Regions from separate parts of the Sus scrofa genome. Here region 1 is linked to region 2. The links are chromatin contacts, called in public Hi-C maps. All regions are on one chromosome and are shown on one strand. Each heading gives the region's core, a stretch centred on a gene start, on an enhancer-like site or on the middle of the called end of the contact. The rest is flanking DNA. Distances are from core to core; before and after follow the strand shown. Region 1 overlaps TNFSF4 (TNF superfamily member 4). Region 2 holds the start of TNFSF18 (tumor necrosis factor ligand superfamily member 18).

Region 1 (6,938 bases), core at 1,836-4,335, 96 kb after region 2:
AAGGAAGGAAGGACGAAAGAAAATAAATATTCCTTAGCTCAGCATTAGACAATAACCTTCTAACACATCTAGAAACATACAAAGAGAAAGTGGTAGGGAGATATTCTGAAAAGCATGAAAGGAAGAAAGTACTGTGTTTCTACACTAGGGTTGGAATCTGCTTTCTCTGTGCAATGGAAGAAGAGGTAAAGCTAATTCTAGTACTCAAGAGATTTTCAGATGGGGCTGGGGTTCAACAGCTGAGAAATTATGGCAACTTACAGTTGTTTTAACACACCTGTGGCAGGAAATAGAGCTTCCATGTTCCCCTAATTTTTCAAAACCATGAAGGGCTGGCAACTTCAGTGTTTCCTTCCTCGCCCAATGGATAGATTAGGGAAAAGGGTAGTAGAAGTGTCCCTGCCCAGGGACTCTACATGCCCTCCACACAGAGCAATTGCTGTTAACTCTTCTCTATCCTCTCTCCACCTGACTATGATATGCAAATTTTTCACATGCTCTGGGCACTGGACTTACCAACAGCATGTACTATCAGCCCTGGTCAAAAGTCACTTAAGCTTAGTAATGTTGCAATGCATAGAATGTCCATGGGCTCAGGTTCTACTCAGTAGGATGTAGGTGGAAGGGTTTAGAACACAGACCTACTTCTCCCTTCTACCTTTTCATTGATAGTTTTTCCTGGAATGTGCCTTGGAAGAGTGGCTGCCACAGGAGAAAAAAAAGGAAGAATGGGAGGATGAAGAGTGATGGCTTTGGTAGCTTTGTGTATGGCCATTTCACGTGTAAATCAAAAAAACCCCTAGATTTCTGTTATTTCCATGGCAGCCTCAAAATTATCCTGGATGGTCAAGCAACCATATCCCAAACTCCCTACTTGGCCCATGTCCCTTGGTGATGGGAATGAACAGTTCCCACTGCTGGGCACAAGTCAGTAATTCTTGCTTTGTATCAAGTCCATAAGACTTTGAATTGAAAATGAGGATCACTTATAGAAGGCAAGATGTACTTCCCTTCAGCTCAGGAAAACTTAACAAATGAATATCCATACAGAAACTACTATATGAGTATTAATCATGCCCAGGTATTGATCATGGACCCAATTAGTACTCTCCTGGTAATTAAATTATCACCTTGCCTTTAAGACAAAGACTGACATCCCCCAACTCTTATTAGGGTAAAATCTCGTCTTATAATAGAATGACTGGGAAACGATAAGTCTTACAGCCATACTTTTTAAGAAGTTTAATTTTTCTTACCTAAAAAAATGAGAATAATCCCTACTTAAAGGGTTTCTAGGAAGATTAAGGGAGGAATATAAAGGAGCACATACAGTGACAAGCACATAATTACTCCCCTTTTCTTCTTTATGCACCTTCTTTGTCCCTAATGAAAATAATATGCAAGCTCCAACAATTCTAGGATTTAATGTTACCCTGAGGAAAGACAGAAGTCTTATGTTTTGAGGGAAATTAAGAGGCTGGAGATAAGATTCTTTTAAAAATATGAATCAAACTTTCATCAATACTCACTGGTAAATTGTACTTTGATACTCTGAATTGGAGGGTACTGAGATGGCACCTAAAGGAGGAAAAAGGATACATTTTTAGGGGAAAAAATAAACAAGTTGAAATGATGAGTCATATCCTATGAAGCAGAAATACAGTAGCCTGTAAAAGGAACAGCTTAGCAAGATTAGACCCAGCCTTCCTTCCTGCCCACCGCTCCCGCCCCCTTGCTTTTCTGTAACATCTCTTAAGACAAGTTAGGAGTCTTCTGCTCTTTCATGCAAGTAAGATCTGTCCTCATTTGCCAAATTCCTCCTTGGTATACTGTTTTGGCTCACTGAGCCCCAATTTCCCATTCTGGATAACAGCACTTAATAGTCATCTTGTCAAGAAACTCATTCAGTCACAGAGATCCTTCATGGATAAAGCTAGGACCAATTAATTTGAAATGGTCACAGACTCCCAGAATGCACTGAGAGTAAAATCTGGGAGCTTCCTGGCTACTGGGTCTTTTCCTATGAAACAGAAGTAACAGTGTCCTACTTTCAGGGCATAAAGGCAATAAAAACTATTCTAATCCTTCAGAGATCAATAGATTTGAGTGTAGCTTTTTTTTACTGTTGGGTCTTTTCCTACTTTTTAACTACGTAAAAAACCTTAAACCAATGAGTATTCAAAAGCAAGAAAGAGGCAAAACAATGAAGAAAGGAAGTTAAGAAATAAAATGTCTGGAAATTTTGTGGTTAAAAAAACAAAGAAGTTTGATAAGCAATGAGATCCTGCTGTGTAGCACTGGGAACTATATCTAGTCACTTATGAGGGAGCATGATAATGTGAGAAAAAAGAATGAAAACATGTATGTGTAACTGGGTCACCTTGCTATACAATAGAAAATTGACAGAACACTGTAAACCAGCTATAATGGAAAAAATAAAAAAACACTATAAAAATCACTTAAAAATAATAATAAATAATAAAAATTGAAGTATTAAAAAAAAGAAGTTCAATATGGAGCAAAGCCTAAAATAGCCTAAGTGAAAAAAGCAAAAGCAAAGGGCATAAAGTATATTACCACTTGTGTTAAAAAAAATAGTAATAATGTCTGTGCAGGCATTGAATTTATCTGAAAGAATATATGTTGCCTTTGGAAAAAGGAACTGGAAGTCTGGGGTCAGGGGTAGCAGGGACCCTTACTTTCCATGGTCTACTATTTTGTATTTTTAAAATTTTGTATTACATACTGAAAAAGGAAACAGAAAAACAAAAACAAAAACCTACCACCTATTGTGCCTGCCAAGAACACCCGCTCCTCCCACCAGGTTATTTTTGGCAAGATGTCCAGATCAAAGGTGTGGGGAAGGATTTGTTTTCATACTCGGGGGGCGGGAATCCCTGCTTCCCACTTTCCTGGCACACTTGCAGCAGCAAACGGATTCCACTGGGGCCTGCCCACACAGATGAAGAATCCCCTACTTCCCTTTAAGTAAAATCATAAGCCTCAAAGCAACTGAAACCAACAGGCAGTGCAGGAAGAAGGGATAGCCTTTCTGAGCCCTGCCAGCGGCCAGGCCCAGGAATGATATTAGTCAGTGGTGAGCACATGGAGAGGTGCTGACTTGGGAAGACTTGACAGTCTTTGGCTGTCTCTCCTGTGACCTTTTGTGAGGGTGGATTCCTGTTCTTTGTGCTTACAGCAACGTTCTGGAAGAAGGCCTCTCAAAAGGCATATTACCCAATCATCATAATCCCCTGGGTAAATGAATGCCCCTCAGGTTGGTCCCAGCCTGAAAGGCCACCTTACTAAAATCAGAAACAGTCTTTTCACACAAAGAGCATAGGGCTCAGCAATGAAGGAACCTGGTTCCAATGGCAATCAGGCAAGTACAGTGTCACCTTAGGCCAGTTTCATAATTTCCCTAGGTGTCAGTTTTCTCAACTTTAAAAATTATTCAAAGATCACAGGCATCCCTTCAGCACTGTCCACGATTTAAATTTTTAAAGTTGCAACTCTAAGTCAATTCTAATAAAGAGAAAAACAGGAAACCTCCTCATCCCAAATTTACTTCAAGCTCTCTGACCTAAAACCCCTCATGATTTGGGTATTTGAGTGATTTTGCAAAATCTCCAAAAGGTTCCTGCAAATCAAAGAAATTTCCCAATGTTCTAAAGTACTCTGATGAAGTAGGGGCGGTAGTGACCAAGAGGACATTGTAAGACCAAGATGCTGAGAGGCGGCAAGGAATACACACAACTCCCCTCTCAGGTTAGAAGCACTGCAACTCCAGGCTCAGGCTTCCTTCCTTCTCCTGAATATTATCCAGTATTAGAAATTGGCCTCTTCCTCAGAAGTTTTTCACTAGCATCAGCACGACCAAGTCTAGGCAATGTTGTGAAATAAGGTCGTTCTTCTTCTTGCTCCATGTCCCTCCACAAGTTTCCCCTGCATCCCCCATACTTGATTACCTCATGCTGACCACCCCACTGCCCAGAAACACCCCCACAGTACCCAATTCAAGGCCTTCCATGGCCTGGTGCCAACCTCCTTGTCAAGCATTATTATTATACTTATCCTTTCTGTGTCTTATGCTCCAGCCAGTCATTTCCTCTAAACTCTTTGCCCTTGAATAGAGCCTGGGAGGATAAAAGAGAGCGCATAGGCTTGGGAGTCAGATTCAATTCAAATTGTGACCTCTCTAGCTTTGTGAATTTGAAAACATTATATACCATTTCTGAGCTTTAGCTTTCATATCTGTGAAAGTAAGCCATAATAACATTCCAGGAGATGACTGTAAAGCTTAAATAAGTTAACATATGTGAAAGCACTGAGCAGTTTGTTTGGCACATGGTAAGCATTCAAAAAATATTTTCTTCTTTGGTTCTCTCCACCAAGAATGTCCCCCAATCTCTGTTTACCCATCAAAAATATCACTACTTACAAGGCCTAAATCAAATCCCTGATTTTTGGTTTCCCATAGCAAGTACTTAAAAACCACTCTATTCAAACAGATGTTTATGATGGTTTTAATATTGCCAAAACTTGACGAGCAAAAGCATCCAAGATGTTTTCAGTTGAATGGATAAATAAAGTGTGATACATCCAGACAATGGAATATCATTCAATGCTAAAAAGAAACGAGCTTTTAAACCATGGAAAAACATGGAAGCACTTCAAATGCATATTATGAAATGAAAGAAGCCAATCTAAAAAGACTACATACTGTATGATTCCAATGACGGACATTATGAAAATGGCAAAACTATAGAGACAGTTTAAGACCAGTGGTTGCCAGGGGTGAGGAAAGAGGTAGAGATAAACAAGTGAAGTGCAGAAGATTTTTAGAATAATGAAACTCTAACGGTGGGAATCTCATTGTTCATTTGTTAAAATCCACAAAATGTACAATACCAAGAGTGAACCCTAATGTAAACAGTTTTTTAAATCACTCTACTAACTTTCACTCTACCATCATTGGATATATGTCACATCTTCTCTACAAGACTACTCAGATGTGTGCTCTTGGGAAAATAGCATTATCTTGCTAATTTTTAGTTTCTTCATCTGTAAAATGGAAGTAGTAAAATCTGTGTCTCAGAGGGTTGTTGTGAAGATTGAATGAGATAATGCATGTGAATTTTTAGCGCTTGACCTGGAACTTTGTAAGGGGTTAATAAATGTCAGCTATTATTCTTGGATACCCATAGGAGACCAAATACATGCCATGTTCTTAATTTAGTCTGTATAACACTATTTCAGCTTTATATATGACATACATGACTACAGAAATGAGGAACTACAAAATAAAAATGAATACCAACAAAATCCCTAGAATATCAGCTCTCTGGCTCTTCTGCAGCCCAGAGAAACAATACAAAAGGATCTTGGCTTCATAAGAAAGTTACCAGAAAACATTCAGGAAACACTTCCTTTACCCACATGTACAAACATGGTCTTTTCTATATCAAGAAAATAAAAATCCTCATATCTAGTCTAGATACTAAAAGAAAATTGAATGTATCAAAGGTTCCAAAGGGCTTCCACGTAAAGACAAGCAATAGAATAAGGCTTCTTCAATCTAGAAAGTCTGAAGAGCCTGTACCATCCTCAAAGTGGGATAGAAACTCCTGTAACTCTGCATACCAGAATCAAAGTACAGCCCTGAGTCATGAATGAGATGGCCTCAGAAGCATGAGCATAAAAGAATTCATCATGACATATGAAGAAATTGAGGCCTACATAAGGGCAGATTCAACTCCTGCCCTCCACTCTGGACAATTTTCATTACACCAAAAACAAAAAACAAAAAAAAATTTCTCCCCATTCAAATTTGAAATTAAGAGAAACTTCCATGTGGATTTTATTAATATTCCATTCTTGTGCCTGCTTTGGTGCCAAGTGAGAGGAAAGAAGTTGCCACACACAGCAGATTGGCAGGGTGGTGATCTCACAATGACCTTAACATGAAAGTGCACAGGGAGAGCCCAGAATTTAGGCTTCCCTCCCGGTTTGAGGGCTGTCATAAATAGAGCCAAGAAAAGAGGAAGAGCAGAGTACTTGATATGGGCAGTTAATATGGCTCTTTGACCAACTGTCTGAATAATGCGAGCGTCACATCTAAAAGCAGCTGGTGATGCCACAAAAGGTCCACTCGCCCAGTGTCCTCAAACTCCAAAGTGCATTAGAATCACCTGGGAAACTTGTAAAATTGTGCAGATGGCCAGCTTATTCATAAAGATTCTTATTCAAAAGATCTAGGTGGACTTAGTAGCCTGCATTTTTATAAACATCCAAGGTTCAGGATTTGATTATTACTACATTAAACTGAGAACTCCTAAAAGCCTAAATCCAGAAAGAAGTATCTTCAACCGTGCCCTTGGCCTGTTCCAAAGCTGATGCTCAAGGACTGTCTGTGCTACAGTAAGTATTATTCAGTAATGGACTGAAGTTATATGATTGTCATATTATTTGGTGATTTGCAACAGCTTCAATAATTATTGAATGCTATGTGGCAGACATTACATTCAACTCTAAGAACACAAAGGGACAGAACACACGATCCTTATTTTTTGACAAACGTGTATGCCAACTGAGGAAATAATTCTTCTACCTAAAACCTTTGGTAAATGTCAAAAGGCAATGTACATCATAAGGTTCCAGAGAACAGAATAATTATTGTAGGCTTTGGCAGCCCAAAGAGGAGACTTCAGCTTAGGCATTGAAAGAGGATCCAGATAATCCAAAGGCATTTTAAGGAAGGAAGGTCTAGAAATGAGTCCATTCTTGGTATATTCAAAAAATAAAAATAACGACTTATTGAGAACTTATAACATGCCAAGCACTGCATTACTCTTTCTCAAATTAATTACCTTTTTTGCTATTAAAAACAATGCTACTAAGTACAAAAATTAATTACCCGTATTTTATGGACAGGAAAA
Region 2 (6,560 bases), core at 779-3,278:
ATCCCCTTAGAAAAATGTTTCTGCACTCACTGATTTCATATCATGACCTTACTTAGGTGGGCATATACTACTTTATTCTCTGCAAGACTCAGAATCTTTAGATGGACCCAGGAACAGGCTAAATTCTACATTAAATAAAGCATTTCTTATTTTGTTTTGGATCAGTGCCATATAGTCAACAGTGAGAAAAACTAAGACCTAATGTATCTCTATTGCCTTCTCTAAGACCCACAACTTGGGCTGGAGCTCAGTGGGAAATTCCTGATAAGCATCAGGGGCTTCCCAAATAGGAAAGTACTTCCTTCTTCCTCCACTAAGCTCTCCCTGATCAACCTAGCCCAAAGTCATTGACCCCTTTTTTTGAACTCCTATAGCATTGATATTCCATACAACCCTTAGAAAAATTATTAATCACTGTATTTCATATTAAAAGGGACATTATAGTGAAAAAAATCCATTTTCCTACCACTATTTCTTCAGATAAAAAAAAAAACTGAAGACCAGAGAACCAGAAAGATATGCTATCTTTCAAATTCATACAGCTATTTATTGAGAGGCCTAGAACCAGAATCCATATCTTTCTACTCCTATTCAGTGCCATTTCCCTCCTCTGAGATACACTAACCACCTGTTACTTACCTTATTCTGTCTAATATCTCTTTATGTCTTTTTCCTCAACAAGACTGTAACTTGAATCCCATTCCTTGAGGGAAAGCCTCGTGTTTTGCATCTTATTATTTATGCTAAGAGGGTTTAGCAAAGGTCTAGAAAAGAAGGAAATACTCCAAAGGCTTCTGTCAATTGACTGATTCCCTCTAACTCATTTCTGCTGCTAACACTTAGAACTTTCTACTACTTTTTATTTCAAAACATTTATATAAGCCTCAAAATCCATATGCCATGACAAAACTGGAATTATATTTACATTATCTGTACCCACATGTCTCTATCTTCAAGTTAGCTCTAACAATACTGAGTGACATTGATAATAACTAGACTTACCAAAGCAAAATGGAGTACAATAAACAGCAACCTTAGGTACTGTTGTCTCCTTACCTTGAGTGGGAGAAAAGTTAAGATTAGTGCACTGAAGGAGCAAAGTAATAGCAAAATAACTATTGTTGAGTAGAGTAGCCATTGCTTCCAGGATGGTCTCTGTGCTGCGTGAGGACTTGAATGGCTTAAAGGCATATTCTCCATGTGGCTCAAACTCATTCTCTGCAGGAATGAGAGTTGTGAAAAGCAGAAATTCAGAAGTAATGAGCACATGATTCAACTAGTCAGTTTTGTAGTATAGCACTAAGTAGTGGGTGTAAGAGGCGGAGTTTTCCTTCTGATCTGGGTGTTGGAAAACGATACTTTTAGCCTAAGTGCTGACTAACATTTGGCACCAGACCAAAGGTGCTGGAACTGAGGGCTAGAAGCCAACACAAACACAGATGATTTAAAAAAAAAAAACCCAACAAGGGAAGTTAAGAGGAAAAATAAATATTTTCTGAAGCAAGAGGAACTATGGAACTATTCAACATTACAAATTATTTCCAGATAAGAAAATTACTTTTGTAAGAAAAAGAATGAAATTCAAGATGAAGGTCTATCATACTCCAAATATCATGTTTGTGGGAGGCAGTAGGTCAGGGAGCTAAGGATGCTGGGGTTCATGGTTTGGGAAAAATATTTTCATCAATTGCTAGGGTATACAATGTGTCCATTCTGAGATAATCTCTAGAAAACAGTAATGTATTACTAGAATTTTATTTTTAAAAATATGTCAATAACAACAAGCTTAGTTTTTTCATACCTCACCATTTTAATACTCTGAAATTTCAATGCTGACATCAGACAGAAATAAAGTTATCATAGAAAAGGATATTTTCATGCACCCTGTCCTACCATCTGAGTTTACACTCTATTCCAAAAAACTTCCTAGCACTAAAACTGTTGATTTACTACACTAAAATTGAGGAAATCTCCGGTTCTCTCTCCTGGTTCTTTATGCCTTAGCCTTTTCATTTGTTAAATGGAATGCCTACTTTTTTTTTTTTTAACAGAGTTCCAGAACCACATAGTAGACAAAAACATGGACTTTTAAATCTGACAGACCTGAGAGGGGAGCCTGGTCCTGCCCAGCCTTTATCTTCAGTGGCCTTCAGCATTTGCTTGATTTCTTTGTTTCTTGGCTATAAAATGGAGAAAAATTTCAACTTCAAAGACTTCTTCAAGAATGAAACAGGCATGAAAGGTTTGGCTCATAAGAAGTGTTCCATAAGTGTTTCTCTCTTCTCCACCCTTCTTAGATGTGTTGTGAAGACTGAGTCGATTACGAAATCCTGGAAAAAAATTTTTTTAATATTTAACACAGAGGACAATTCAACTGAAGTTCATTTAAATGGAAGGAAATAAAATGAAAGTATTTAAAAGAAAAAAAATTATAAAGAATCAAATATTTCATGTGAAGGGAAAAGCCTTGATATTTAACATCTCCATTTATGAAAGAGACCGCAAAGGATAATAGAGGTTGAGAGGTATATCACACCACTAACAGCTGGGTAAGAGTGGAGTGGGAACCTGGGCCCAGGGGTACCTAAGTTTTTTTTAAGCCCATCATCTTGTTTTAGTACCACTGTAACTGCAGCAATATTTCTCACTGAGTTGTCAGCTTTAACATGGCCCTATTTTACCTTGATCAAATAGTATCTCTGAAGCGAAGAGTCACCAAACCACACAAGAATAATTTTTCCATACAAAATTATTATTTTTGTGGCTCTGCCCTAAATGCTTTGATGTAGGGATGAATAATAAACCGACTCCAGAAGAGTCATGCAACGTATCTACAATTCTCCCTTTTCATCAGATCCGAAATGCATGTGTATCAGCACAGAATTTAAAATTGACCACTGAAAAGTCAGACTCCTTTCTGCTTCTCTGATTCGTTGCTTCTCCAGATTTCTCTTCAAATTTGGGGTAAAATTGCCTCTGCTTACTCACTTCAATAAATATTTAAATAAGGCTATGTTCCAAATAAAATCCAGTTCCTTCTTCTTCTGCCCTTAACCAAGATGAGGCTCTGGAATATCCTGATTAATTATTTCAACCTTATGAAAATATCTTTAAAAAGATGACAATGCTTATCAGAAGAATACATTCCAAGGCTTCTTTCCATGAACCAGGTTCTGAAATGAAGAAATTTCAGTTTAGGACAAGTGACAGTAGGGAAGACTTTTGAGAGTCTGATAGCTTACACTAAAAAGAGACCAGTGTAAGCTATCAGAATTGACATCTTAGATGTGAGAGCTCAAGATGTGACAAGAAATAAATGAACACCAAACCCAAGCTCTTATGTTTATGTCTTGTCACTGTCTCATACTCAGAATAAGATTTTTTTCAATTAAGTCCAATTAGCAAATCCATGTCAAAGATTGTCTAGCAGCCTAGTACTATGCTAAGAGCTTTGAGAGATATTTAAAAAAGCACAGATGTCAAGGAATTTGCAATGCAGCTAGATTAAAACCCTTGCACATAGCATAACATGAACCCAAATGAATGCTAGAAGAGAGAGCCTCGGAAAGCAGAAAGATCTAGAAAAGTTAAAATAGTTGAGAAGACAGGTTGGAAATGGATTGTTTGAAGGATAATGGAGGGGACTCTTGAGGCAGAGGTAAAACTTGAGATGTAAATATCCATAAATGTTCAAGATTTTTAAAAAGAATGCAATATGAACAATGACAAAACACCATACTTTTAAATAGATCTGGTAGTTCTCATTCAAAAGCTGCAAAATGAGGAATTTCAGAAAAACATGTAGAAGAATATTTTCTTCCTATTTTTTTCAGATTAAAAAAAAGCATGCAAGATACACCAGATTAAGCAGCTTAAAGTGGTTGTTTTGAATTCAGAATGAATTATATATAGAGAAACTTGGCTATACAGTTCAGTTATTGACTAAATCACACCAAGACATGGGCATGAATTATGTGCTTTGTGCACTATTACATTTGAACATCAAGCAGCTCTGAGATGACATCTCCCTTTATAAAAATGATGAAACCGACATTCAAGAGGATGGATCGTTTGTCCATACAGATATAACAGGGATTGAATCCCCATGTGATGGACCTCAAAACTCAGTTTTTCCACTCTCAATGCTGAAATATGTAAAGTAGATATGTAGCACAAACAGAGTGGGATGTGTATTAAAATCCGTGAGAGCATTAGATCAGCATTAGATTCCTCCAAAATCCTGGATCACTCAGGTCTGTACTCCCTGCCGCATTTCCCTATATACTATTTACCATGATTTATCCTTGTGATACTTTATGGTCTACACTGTCATGTCAGAAATATGTGATGTGTCAGAACTCAGTAAGGGACACTACACAACTAATTTTGCCTACTCTGGATATCAGAGAAGTCATTGTTGTGACAAATAATTTGGCTTGGAGATACATGCATAAATACGATAGAAAATAGACATGATACTTAAATATGGTTTTAAACTTAGAATTTTATGAAGGCAACAATAGTCGCTTAAGATTAATAAATGCCTCCTCTGTAAAGAGAATTATATACAGCTTATTATACATAGATATGCATGTTTACATATTTGCATATTCTATGTACAACACATTCTAAACAATACATTGAGACATATTAATTTCCAGATCATTCTAAGAAACTAGTAACTCTAACCAGGGTGGTCTAGGAACGAGTTTGAATTAAAACTCTATTTGTCTTCCATGACTTGAGGACACTTTTCTATACCCCAAACTGTCTTGTTCTGGGCTTTTTTGGCAGGTCCATTTTTTTTGGAGCCCTTAATAAATTCTTCATTGTTTGTCTATGTTTTACTAACTCAAATATAGCCTTTAAGCAAAAAGTCTATTGACAAATTTCTAAGGAAGCCTTCCTGTGATGGGTACATTCCTTGCTACCAATCTTTGAGAAAGGTTATGTGGGGTTGTAGATCTCTGTCTAGCCTCTATGTGGGTGGCTTGTTGTTGTTGTCTTGGTTGGGGGAGGGGAGGGTCCTCTCTACCTAACCAGTACTGTGTCAGTGTCCTGACCATGGGAGGAGCATTTTAAACAACTTTTGAAGAGAAGAATTACTTTCTTCTTGGAATATGGACTGAAAATAAGTCATTGTGCAATATGGCATGACACTTCCTATTTATAACCATCAAATATCACCCTAGAATCCATAATGAAAGGGATTTGCTGTTAAATTATATCTTGCCCAATATCAAATGGATCACTAAGGAATGATGCATTTCACCAGTCAACCGAATTTAAATAAGAGGATCTTAATATTCCTGAGACTAAACAACCCCCAAGTTTTCTGGATTTCCTTGGGCAGCCCTGGTGGAGAGGACAGGGAAGGTATTTTCCCTTTACAATTCAACTTGTTTTCCTCATGTGACAAGCTCCACAAGTGGACAACAATCAGCATATTCACTGCATTCAACACCCACCTGTGACACGTGTTCATACAAACATCTGTACGACATTTTCTCTTCTGGATTTTCCATTTTTAGCACTGGTCCTTCACCATTAGATTTATCTAATGGTTCATGGTTAGATTTGTTGGCACTGGGAACCTGGATGAGTTAGATTTGTTGGCACTGGGAACCTGGATGAGTAAGGAAAGGCTTTGGCTTTTCTATATGAAATGATTCCAAAATACAGCAAAAGGACATCATTCCTCTTGACCATTTAGAAAACATTATCAAGTGCCTTCTATGAACCAAGGAACTTAAATACTGATAGAAAATGGCTAGTCTGTAATTTCTTATGAGTTTTTTTTGTTGTTGTTAGGTTTGGTTTTTATGGGTAACTATAGAAAGAGACAAATACACAAGGCAATGTGAGGAGAAGTGTGACAATAGGATGAGAACCAAATACCTGACCACACTTGGGTTAAGGGGAGGTTTTATAAAGGAGGCAATGTTGGAGTTTCCATTGCGGCTCAGCAGTAACTAACCTGAATAGTATCCATAATGATGCAGGTTCAATCCCTGGTCCCACTCAGTGGTTTGAGGATCTGATCTGCAGTGTTGCCAAGAGCCACAGTGTAGGTCATAGACACGGCTTGGATCTGGTGTTGCTATGGCTGTGGTGTTGGCCAGCAGCTGCAGCTCTGATTTAACCCTTAGCCATGGGTTATAGCCGAGAAAAAACAAAACAATAAATAAATAAATTAGGCAATGTCTAGGCCAATAAATACATCTGAAGAGACATGACCAGATAAAAACTCCTAATATCCCATTCCCCTAGGCTAATCAATTGATAAAGTAAATTTATTAATATGTTATATACTGATAATTTGCTGATAGCATAATATATAAACATATATGCTATATATCCTACAATGTATAAGTACATATATATTTAATGCATGTGCATGTAGTCTTAGTGTTTCAGGTACTTTACCTGGCAATGGTGAAATCAAAAGGAGTAAAACAGACCTCTGATCTTAAGAAATCAATCATCTGGTAATTGCTCATTCTCTTACATTGGAGTCTTCCAAACTTGCACTGAAAATACATTTCAATTTCAAGACAAGT

Evidence for each region. Hi-C and Micro-C count contacts between places; a contact is called where the count stands out from the background.
Region 1: a Hi-C map of liver shows a contact between it and region 2, with 4 times the contacts expected there. The contact joins the enhancer-like site here to the promoter of TNFSF18 in region 2. A contact is called at or near these places in 5 of 47 Hi-C or Micro-C datasets (liver, retroperitoneal adipose tissue and skeletal muscle) and 1 of 2 datasets of contacts at active chromatin or transcription factors (alveolar macrophages).

The regions. Positions count from the first base shown.
Region 1 is chr9:115,553,681-115,560,618 of Sscrofa11.1, forward strand. It overlaps TNFSF4 (TNF superfamily member 4), which reads right to left. Exons shown (of 3, transcript NM_001025217.1): 2 at 1,530-1,578. Among named protein-coding and RNA genes, the nearest start is that of TNFSF4, 15 kb to the right of the region's middle. Within about 2 kb of position 3,086, at least 16 of the 83 cell types and tissues checked have an H3K27ac peak or open chromatin away from gene starts, as enhancers often do. A contact at or near this core is called in alveolar macrophages, liver, retroperitoneal adipose tissue and 1 more, where this site is marked.
Region 2 is chr9:115,458,621-115,465,180 of Sscrofa11.1, forward strand. TNFSF18 (tumor necrosis factor ligand superfamily member 18) reads right to left here and starts at 2,029. Exons shown (of 3, transcript XM_005667782.3): 1 at 1,057-2,029. The coding sequence starts at 1,269.